Linked DNA regions of Mus musculus: region 2 is linked to region 1. A link is a contact called in public HiCAR-type data. All regions are on one chromosome and are shown on one strand. The core of a region is the stretch at or near the end of the contact, and the rest is flanking DNA. Distances in the headings are between cores, read along the strand shown. Region 1 overlaps Slc35f1 (solute carrier family 35, member F1). Region 2 overlaps Gm40650 (predicted gene, 40650).

Region 1 (4,062 bases), core at 1,129-3,628:
AAAGTGGTAGATTCTTTTCTAAGGTCAATGACTTCACTAGCCCCGGGGAAGCTGGTTAGGTTTTCCTCCCGTTGAGTGGGCCTTAAGTTCAATTAGACAACAGTTGGTTGACACTAACACGTGAGTGCCACTTGTTTCACCTTTATGAACATCTTGACCTTTTGATAATTGTCATGGTGTATAGATGTTGCAGCTGGGTAGGATTGTTTAGTTGCTTCCCACCTTTGGCAGCTTGCCTTGTATTTTCTGATACCATGAAAGCAAGACCCCAGGAAAGAGGCTTTAAGGGCAGAACCAGCTTGAAACACCTGAGTGTCCTGTATATCCAGTGTCTTCAGCACTGTCTTCAGCACCACGAGCTCCAGCAGTCACTTGGACTACCCTGTCCAACCATTTGAAAAGATGGTTTCTTGGGCTTGGTGCTGAGGTTTTTTTGTCGTTGATTCTTGTGGGAACATAACATTCTCTTTTAAAATGTCACCAGTATGATGCTACCCAAACCACATCTGCAACATTTTCAAGTCCAGAAACAGTGACTGTAGTCAGAAGTGACTCTCTTAGATAGATGTGTTCGTTCCAAACCCAAAGCTTCCAAATGATGGATTTTGTATTCATATGTCTGGTAATCCAGGCTGAGATATAAGGAACAGAAAACTATTTCTCAGCTTTCTCATGGATATAAATGATCAAATAAGGAAGAAACATAGAGATGACCTCAAAATTTTCATGTTCATTGAATATTAAAATATACTCAGTATAAACTCTGGAATATTAAATATATTTTAATTCTTTGAAAATATTAGATGACTCATATATAATTTATTTTGAACTCTTCATTAGCTTTAAATATTAAATTAAGCCTCACAATCCATTCTCAGATTGTCCCAAGTATCATCTGTCACTTTCAAATCTTGTCATGAGAAAATTCTTTCTTATTAAACACATTTTTATGCATTTGGTTGACTAAGACTGGAAGATGATATTTGTATCACTTAATATATAATAAAATCTTGATGATATTTCATATCTTGGGGTTGAAAAGTCTGTATCTTAGAGTTTTAAAATTTTCTATTGCAAGAAGAACTATTTGTTAGGATTTGCAAGCACAGGCTAGTACTTGAATTGCATTTCTGACATGTATTTGCTCACCAGAGTATATCCAGGATCCCCAGATCTTCGGTCCAAAACTAAACACAGAAACTACTGTCTAGTGTGTGATCTGACAGTAGACATGAGAAATGGATTCATCTTCGGAGCTGCACCTGACCCACTCTAGCAGATTTCACACCCGAAGCTGACATAGCACTTAGCAGAAGTTTGGTAGAACTTTTTCCGGGATAAAATTTTATTATATCTGGTTTCAAGTTCAAGCTGCTTCTTTGTCTCTTGAGAGGTCATTGGATACCTCAGTCAACTATTAGGGGTGGGATTTCCAGGTTTCTATTGCTATACCAAGAACTTTCTCTCCCCTCTGCCTCACTTAGGTAAAGGAAAGAATATAGAGTAGGCAGGAATGAGAAAGGATGTAAAAACAATGCAGACTGTGTTAAGACTCTACTTTGGTTTAATTTTGTTTTAGTTTGTATTAATCACATTGTTTCATGTATGCTGTACTGTTTTAATATCTGCCTTTTCAACACAGTGCTTCATATACGGACATGAGTGCAGGTACCCGGTCATGCCTGAAGGTGGTCTAAGGTAATAAAACACAGCAGTGATGTGTCCTAAAATGAAAGACTAAAAACATGTGTAGCTATTTTATAGCTATTGGCTATCACTGACCAGTGTAATAGTGGCCATTGACAGAAATGGTGTGAGGGGTCAAAGCCATTGTTATCTAGACAGAGGGAGTACCTTGAAGGTATGAACATGCTGCTTTATAGGAATATCAGGTATCTTGTACTGGAGACAGCACCCACTATTTGGCATCCTCTCTACATGTATGTTGGATGCCCCGCACAGTAGTTTATAGGCACCTGCTCTTTAGTTCACAAATAGCCATTGATGGCCAAGGCAGAATCCTTTCTGGCAAACAAAGTGAAGTTTCTCAAGCTCTTTGTCTGCAATTACTGGCTGGCAGGATGGTACTACCTTGCCAGGCACCGGGCTATGGGGCACTGTAGACATTAGGCTTTTTCAGAAGGAGCACAAGTACTGATCATTTTGCCCTAGCTTGGCTGGAGAGAATGTAGACAGGGCAATGCAGAGTAATGGTGCTGTCTTTTGATGTGTTGTTGGGATGCCTTGTGCAGAGAAGGATTCTGACCCTTTCACTGTGTATGTGAAGCTGTGATTAAGCCTTCAATGAGTGCGTCTTTACTAGGCAACATGAGGACAGTGCCTGGAATCTAGTCAGTTCATTGATAAAACTCGAGGTTGAAAGCATGACTGTTTCTTTGTCTAAGTGCATCCAGGCCTCAGTAGTGGGGTGCTGCCCAACTCTGCTGTCTGAGTCAGCTACTGGCTGATTGGGGGATTTACAGAGGCCATTTTAACATACCTACAAGGGAAGCTTTTACTATTTCATTTGAAAATTTCAGAACGTATCAGACATCACTGAAGCCACTGTTGGCCTGTTAGGATTTGAGCCAGAGATGTGGAAAGTCAGGATCTCAGATGTTCAGATGTGTGCCTTTAAGCAAACATTTGACTTCAAGGCCAAATCTTTGCCATAATTCTTACCATCAAAATGGAACCTGAGAGAATGAAGAAGGTGAAGCAGAATGCCCCTTCTCCATTTTGTCTGTGGAACAGTGTTTTGACCTGATTAGTACCAATTTCCAACATGTTAGATCCGAGGAGAGGAAAACAATTCTAGCATCCTAAAATTAATAAACCTTACTATATCTGAGATATAGGAAAAACATATTTGTACACAATTGAAAAGGTAAAAATAGGACTCAACAATTTTTTTTGTCTAAATAATACATGGGATACAATAAAGGGGGGTCTTGGGGATATAGCTTGGCTTGAAAAGTGTTTACTGTACATCATGATGACCTGAACTTGATCATAGTACTTACTTTGAAAAGTTGGATATGGTAGAATGTTTCTGTGATTCCAACACCAGAGAGAGGACAGTAAGAGGATCCCTAGGCTCGTGGGCTAAACCAGTCTAGTGAAATAGATGAATCCCAGGTTCAGTAAGGGACCATGTCTCAATAAATATGGCAGAGAATAATTGCAAAAGACATGCAATGTTTACCCCTGGCCTACGTACCCACACTCATAACAGCACAATAACATTTAAATTTTTTTCTCTTTTGTTGTACAGTTGAAGACTAGTTTGTTGAACCAATGATGTGTCCTATAACATAGTTTCAAAGTACATGTATACCTGACATTTATAATTTTATAACAAATACTTATACATTAAAACTATTGATTTTGACTTCTTCTGTATGATGACCAGGCTGCTAATCTCATCAACATCATATATATATAATAGGGAAGAGGCTTTGATTTTGAGAGATTTATTTGAGTACATGGACAAGTAATGTTTGCATGGCAGAAATCAATTTCAGGATTTTTGAGTCCAAATTCACACAAATTCCAGTACAATCAGATTGTCCTTTGAGAATAATTTGATTTACTCACATGAAATACTCCAAAGCTCCCGTAGTATACAAGGAACCAATGAGGTGCTAAGGATAATAAGCAGACCCACCAGAATGCTGCCTAGTTTGAGAACAGATGGTCTAGGAGGGATCACAGTATTATAATCTTAATCTCCCTTCACCCTGATTTGTGAATTCAGACTCTGCCATTACCTTCAGTATAGTTTAGGTAACCCATAAAGTACTTAAATCCCTCAGATATAATATTTTTAAATGCCCTTATTTGTGTAAAACCCTTATATTTAATATTCACCTCATTACTGAACACTGCTATCTAACATGTTACTTTACAGATTTGACTATGTATATTATAGGATAGGTATCAACTTGGTCACATAGAAGAGTCAGAAAGAAATCTATAATTTCGCAAGTTGTGAAGCATTTTCTATGAAGCTAAGCATCTGATTACATCAACATTTTACTCCCAGCACAATACACCTAAAGA
Region 2 (4,062 bases), core at 827-3,326, 750 kb after region 1:
CCAAGTCTTTTTTGCTATGTAAAGCAACATAGTCTCCGGTTCCAGAAATCAGGATATTGGTGTCTTTAGGGAACTACAGCTCTGCCTACTCACCTACACATGCTTGGAAGTCAGTAGAAATGCCCTGTTCTGGGTTCTGCTATACTCATTCTCTGTATGGCCTCAGTGTTTGGAATAATAGCTACCATGCACAGTGGGTGTTGTTGGACTCAAGTAAAGAGCCTTGGTGGGAGGCAGGGAGCTAGCTGGAGTGAGAAAACCAGTGGGATTGGAAACTAGAGGAAAGTTTTGTGGCATTTGATGGAATTGACTATAGGACTTCCTGCTTGAAAAGACAGAGATATAAAGTAGACTCGAATGGGCCTGTCCTCAGCCTAAATGGCTAGAAATATCTTAAAGCAGTTATGTTATTAATTGGATTAAAAAAAATCTCTACAAAGCACTTACTGTCCTAATGTTCATCATGTGCGTGTCATGCTGTCAAGATACTATAAAATGAAGTCCACCATGCTTTAAAGCAGAGATTTGGGGCAAAATGGTGTGCAATTGCTCTGAGACCCCACATTAAATAAGATGAATACATACAGGCACTAGACAAAGCCAGTGTCCTGGGTTAGGCAAATGCTATCCTTTGAGAAGTGCTGACTCTAGTGTAGTGACTGGGTTCAGAATTTAAAGGGTCATAGACTTTCAGAGCCCGAGCCAAAAAACTCCTTCTCTTGAATCAGGACAATGGCAATAGCATGGTGGAACCTTATATCAGCTAGTACGCTGGTGCTGGGCTCAACACAGCTCTGGTGGACCTGCCAGGAAGCCGTGTTTAGGTGATCCAAGCCCTATGTTGGAGAAAGCATAGCCTCCTCCCCAAAGCAACAGTGTGTTTGTTATATAGAGATGAACAGAAGGGCGGGGTTATTATTATTACATACAGCTGAATAAGAAGGTGTGGTTATTACATACAGATAAACAAGGATTCAGGGTTTCTGGTACACAGCTGGATTAAGGAGCCAGGTTTAGCTAATCTCGGTAGGATCAGTCTCTGTAGGGGAGTAGTCTTCAGAGCGAAAATATCCGTGGGTTCCGGGCAGAGAGTTATGGTGAACATTTTCAGCACACTGTGTTATATCCACACTCAGAACAGGAGGGAAGGCTTTCAGATGGCCCTCCGAGACGGAAGCTTAGGTCCTTGACACAGCGGTGCCCCTGTCAACAGCACACATTCAGTTAGGAACCTCACACTCAGGGCTTCCTAGGCTGCCACACTAGTTACGAGCCTCCGTCTGCTGTGATGCTGGGAAAGCGTCTGTCCACAGCAGGCCTGGTAGAGTACAGTGGTCCTGAGCCCGTTTAAATCGGAGAATCAGAGCGCAGCTGCCTGACAAGGGTGGGCGATGGCTCTTTTAGACGCATCAGGACATACTGAATAGGAAAAGCAGAAACTCTCCCCGAACAGAAAGGTTAGGATGGAGAGGACTAACCACGGAGGATAAGAACAGTGGTTAAAAGGTGGGATGAGGTGGTAATTATTGCATCTCACTCTAGGGAGTCATAGCAGGCTGATGGATCCCGCTCAGGAGGGCCCCGGTAACCTTTAAGTGAAGCCTGCATCCAGAACCTTGGCCTCTCACTCCAAAGCCTCTTGGCCCCTTGAGCTGTGGTTGAGGGTCTCCATGCACCTCTGCTCAGTCCCACTCCAGGGCGCCCTGCTCTTTCTAGCTCCTTTACGTAGAGAACTGAGGCAGCCCAGTGCCTGTGTGGTCCCTAGTGGGCTTCTGTTTCTCTGCTGCTGCCAACTTTTGATTTGGTGTTCCCAGCTTCTCAATTCCAGAAATGGGCCTTTTTAGGCCCAATTGTTGGTATTCTCCCCGCATCGGTGAGAATTTGGCTTTCTTGAAGGAGTTTCTGGGCCGACGCTTGGAGTCTTCCCAGCATTGCTGAACTCAACAGTGGGCAGTGCGGTCACACAGGGCAAAAGACCTCAGAGGACAAGAAACAGACTGTGTCAGGAGAGATGGTGGAGGAGCAGTTTCCTGAGTCCAGGCTTCAGAGACTGAGCGGGAACACAAGACAAAGCAGGGAACTAAAGCCTTGCCACAACAGCCAGTTTGAGGGCAGCCGCTGTGTTCTGACCCAAATCCCGCTCGCTCTCCCATTTGCCTCACGAAGACCTGCTCTCTGAACAACAATGCTGACTGTTTTAGGAGAAGGCAAGTGGAACCATCTGGCGGCCCGGCATAGGTGACAAGTGATAAAGAAGGTATTTCCTCACAGCAGCTCCTGATAAGCTTTCAAAGCTCCTGCGCCCTCCTGGGCCCTCCTGGGCTGGAAGCTTACACTGTGGCGGCTGTCTTTTCATTCCTATGTAAAACAGAAAACAGAGAAAAGGAAGCAGAGCTTCTGGCGCAGGCGCCCTGATCCCGTGTTTCCCTAGTCTGGACTGAGCTTGCTTCCTGGGCTAATTTAAATCTGTTTGAAGCCAGCACTGACTGCTTAGGGTTTTGTTTTGTTTTGTTTTGTTTTTTTGTTTTTTTCTGCCCTAAATGTGTTTTGAAGAATTTTCATCAGCATCTAAAGTATCTTAATCATAGTCTTCATTTAGGAAGATTCCCCAAACTACAAATACATTAGCACTAGCTGTTCATAGTGCCAAAGTACTGACTCATAATATATCAGTCCCGGGCATAGTGGTACATACCTTTTAATCCCAGGACTAGGGAGGCTGAGGCAGGAGATCAGCTAAATAGATTTTAAAAGTAGATAAATAAATAACAAACGATCAAAGTTTCTATTGTAGAATATTTTAAATGCAGAATACAGGTTTTTCTTAGTTGACAGACTGAGAATGTCAGTTTTGAGACAATTGTTACCAATGTTTCTTCTAATAGTCACATGACTACTCATCCTGAGAGGACATTAAATATAAATTGTTAGACTGGAAAGGCAACACGGAAAGAGATTGGAAATAAAAGAAGGAGTAAACCGACCTGAATAGAAACAGATTGCCCTTTAATCAGAAGAATGAAGGACATCACCCTTTCCTCAGGAATGGGGGTGGGGGTGGGGGTTGGGCTATAGAGCAGAAGAGACTTGTTCTCCAGTCTCAGGTCTGTGATTACCAATGGAGGTTGGTGTGCTGGCCTTATCATGATCTGCTTTAGTTTAGTAGGCCGAACCACCCTCTGGACTCCCTTATCAGGAGCTCCATGGACCCCAAGCTTGAACATGTTCCGTAGCCTGCTCTACGCTTTTGGGCCATTAGCCCTTTACCATACTGTACATACATACATACATACATACATACATACATACATACATACACACACACACACACTGAGGATTGGCTATAACTCTGATGTTGTAAGAACTTAATCAAGTTTGGATACAGTGCCCATCCTAGATGATAGAAATGAGAGAAAAAAAACAAACTCTTAGGATTAAATAGTTCTCAAGCAGCCCAGAAAACACTTGCAAATTTAGGATCTCATTGTCGCTATTCTTATATCCTGGCCCATTGCAGTTGTTGACTGGCCATTCCCAAAATCTCATGGTGTGTGTGTGTTACATATTTTTATCCCTCTCAGAAAATAAATCTTGATTACGTAGTTTGTGTCCAGTACCACCCCCCCCCCCCCAAGAGACTTGCAGGGGAGGGGCAAAGAACCCAGACCCTAGAGCCTTCCAAAAGTAAACAGTTGGCAGGGATGATCAACAGCCATTAAACTGCTCCTGCTGAGCATCGAGCCAATTTCCCTTCTGTTTGAAAGTGGCCTTGTGGAGGAGGAAAACTAATACATTATGTGTTTAATGGGAAGAACAAGGCTGGAGGGCCCAATAATACCAAGCCTGATCCTCAACTGTATTGTCGTAGCTGCAACCTTGGGTCAATTAACTAGCCCAAACCAGCTTTCTCATCTGCAAAGCATAAGGAACACATGGAGGTTTTACACAAATTAAATAAGAATGGTTTAAGCCAGTGAGACTCCTAATGCCACACTGACCTGGATTCAAATTTTGCCTCAAACACGTCCTTGCTATATGATCTGGGCAAGCTGTTTGATGCTT

What was found. HiCAR-type assays count read pairs that join an accessible place to other places.
Region 2: a HiCAR-type map of astrocytes shows a contact between it and region 1, with 2.9 times the contacts expected there. The contact joins two enhancer-like sites. A contact is called at or near these places in 2 of 484 Hi-C or Micro-C datasets (cortical neurons and ventral hippocampal neurons), 1 of 115 datasets of contacts at active chromatin or transcription factors (astrocytes) and 1 of 9 other capture datasets (embryonic stem cells).

The regions. Positions count from the first base shown.
Region 1 is chr10:52,746,078-52,750,139 of GRCm38.p6, forward strand. All of the region lies in intron 1 of Slc35f1 (solute carrier family 35, member F1), which reads left to right. Among named protein-coding and RNA genes, the nearest start is that of Gm36123, 57 kb to the right of the region's middle. Within about 2 kb of position 2,379, at least 10 of the 459 cell types and tissues checked have an H3K27ac peak or open chromatin away from gene starts, as enhancers often do. A contact at or near this core is called in astrocytes, where this site is marked.
Region 2 is chr10:53,501,350-53,505,411 of GRCm38.p6, forward strand. The region is part of intron 1 of Gm40650 (predicted gene, 40650); the gene reads left to right. It overlaps Gm20597 (predicted gene, 20597), which reads right to left. Exons shown (of 4, transcript NR_037973.2): 4 at 1-2,358. Among named protein-coding and RNA genes, the nearest start is that of Gm40650, 15 kb to the left of the region's middle. Within about 2 kb of position 2,077, at least 85 of the 459 cell types and tissues checked have an H3K27ac peak or open chromatin away from gene starts, as enhancers often do. A contact at or near this core is called in astrocytes, where this site is marked.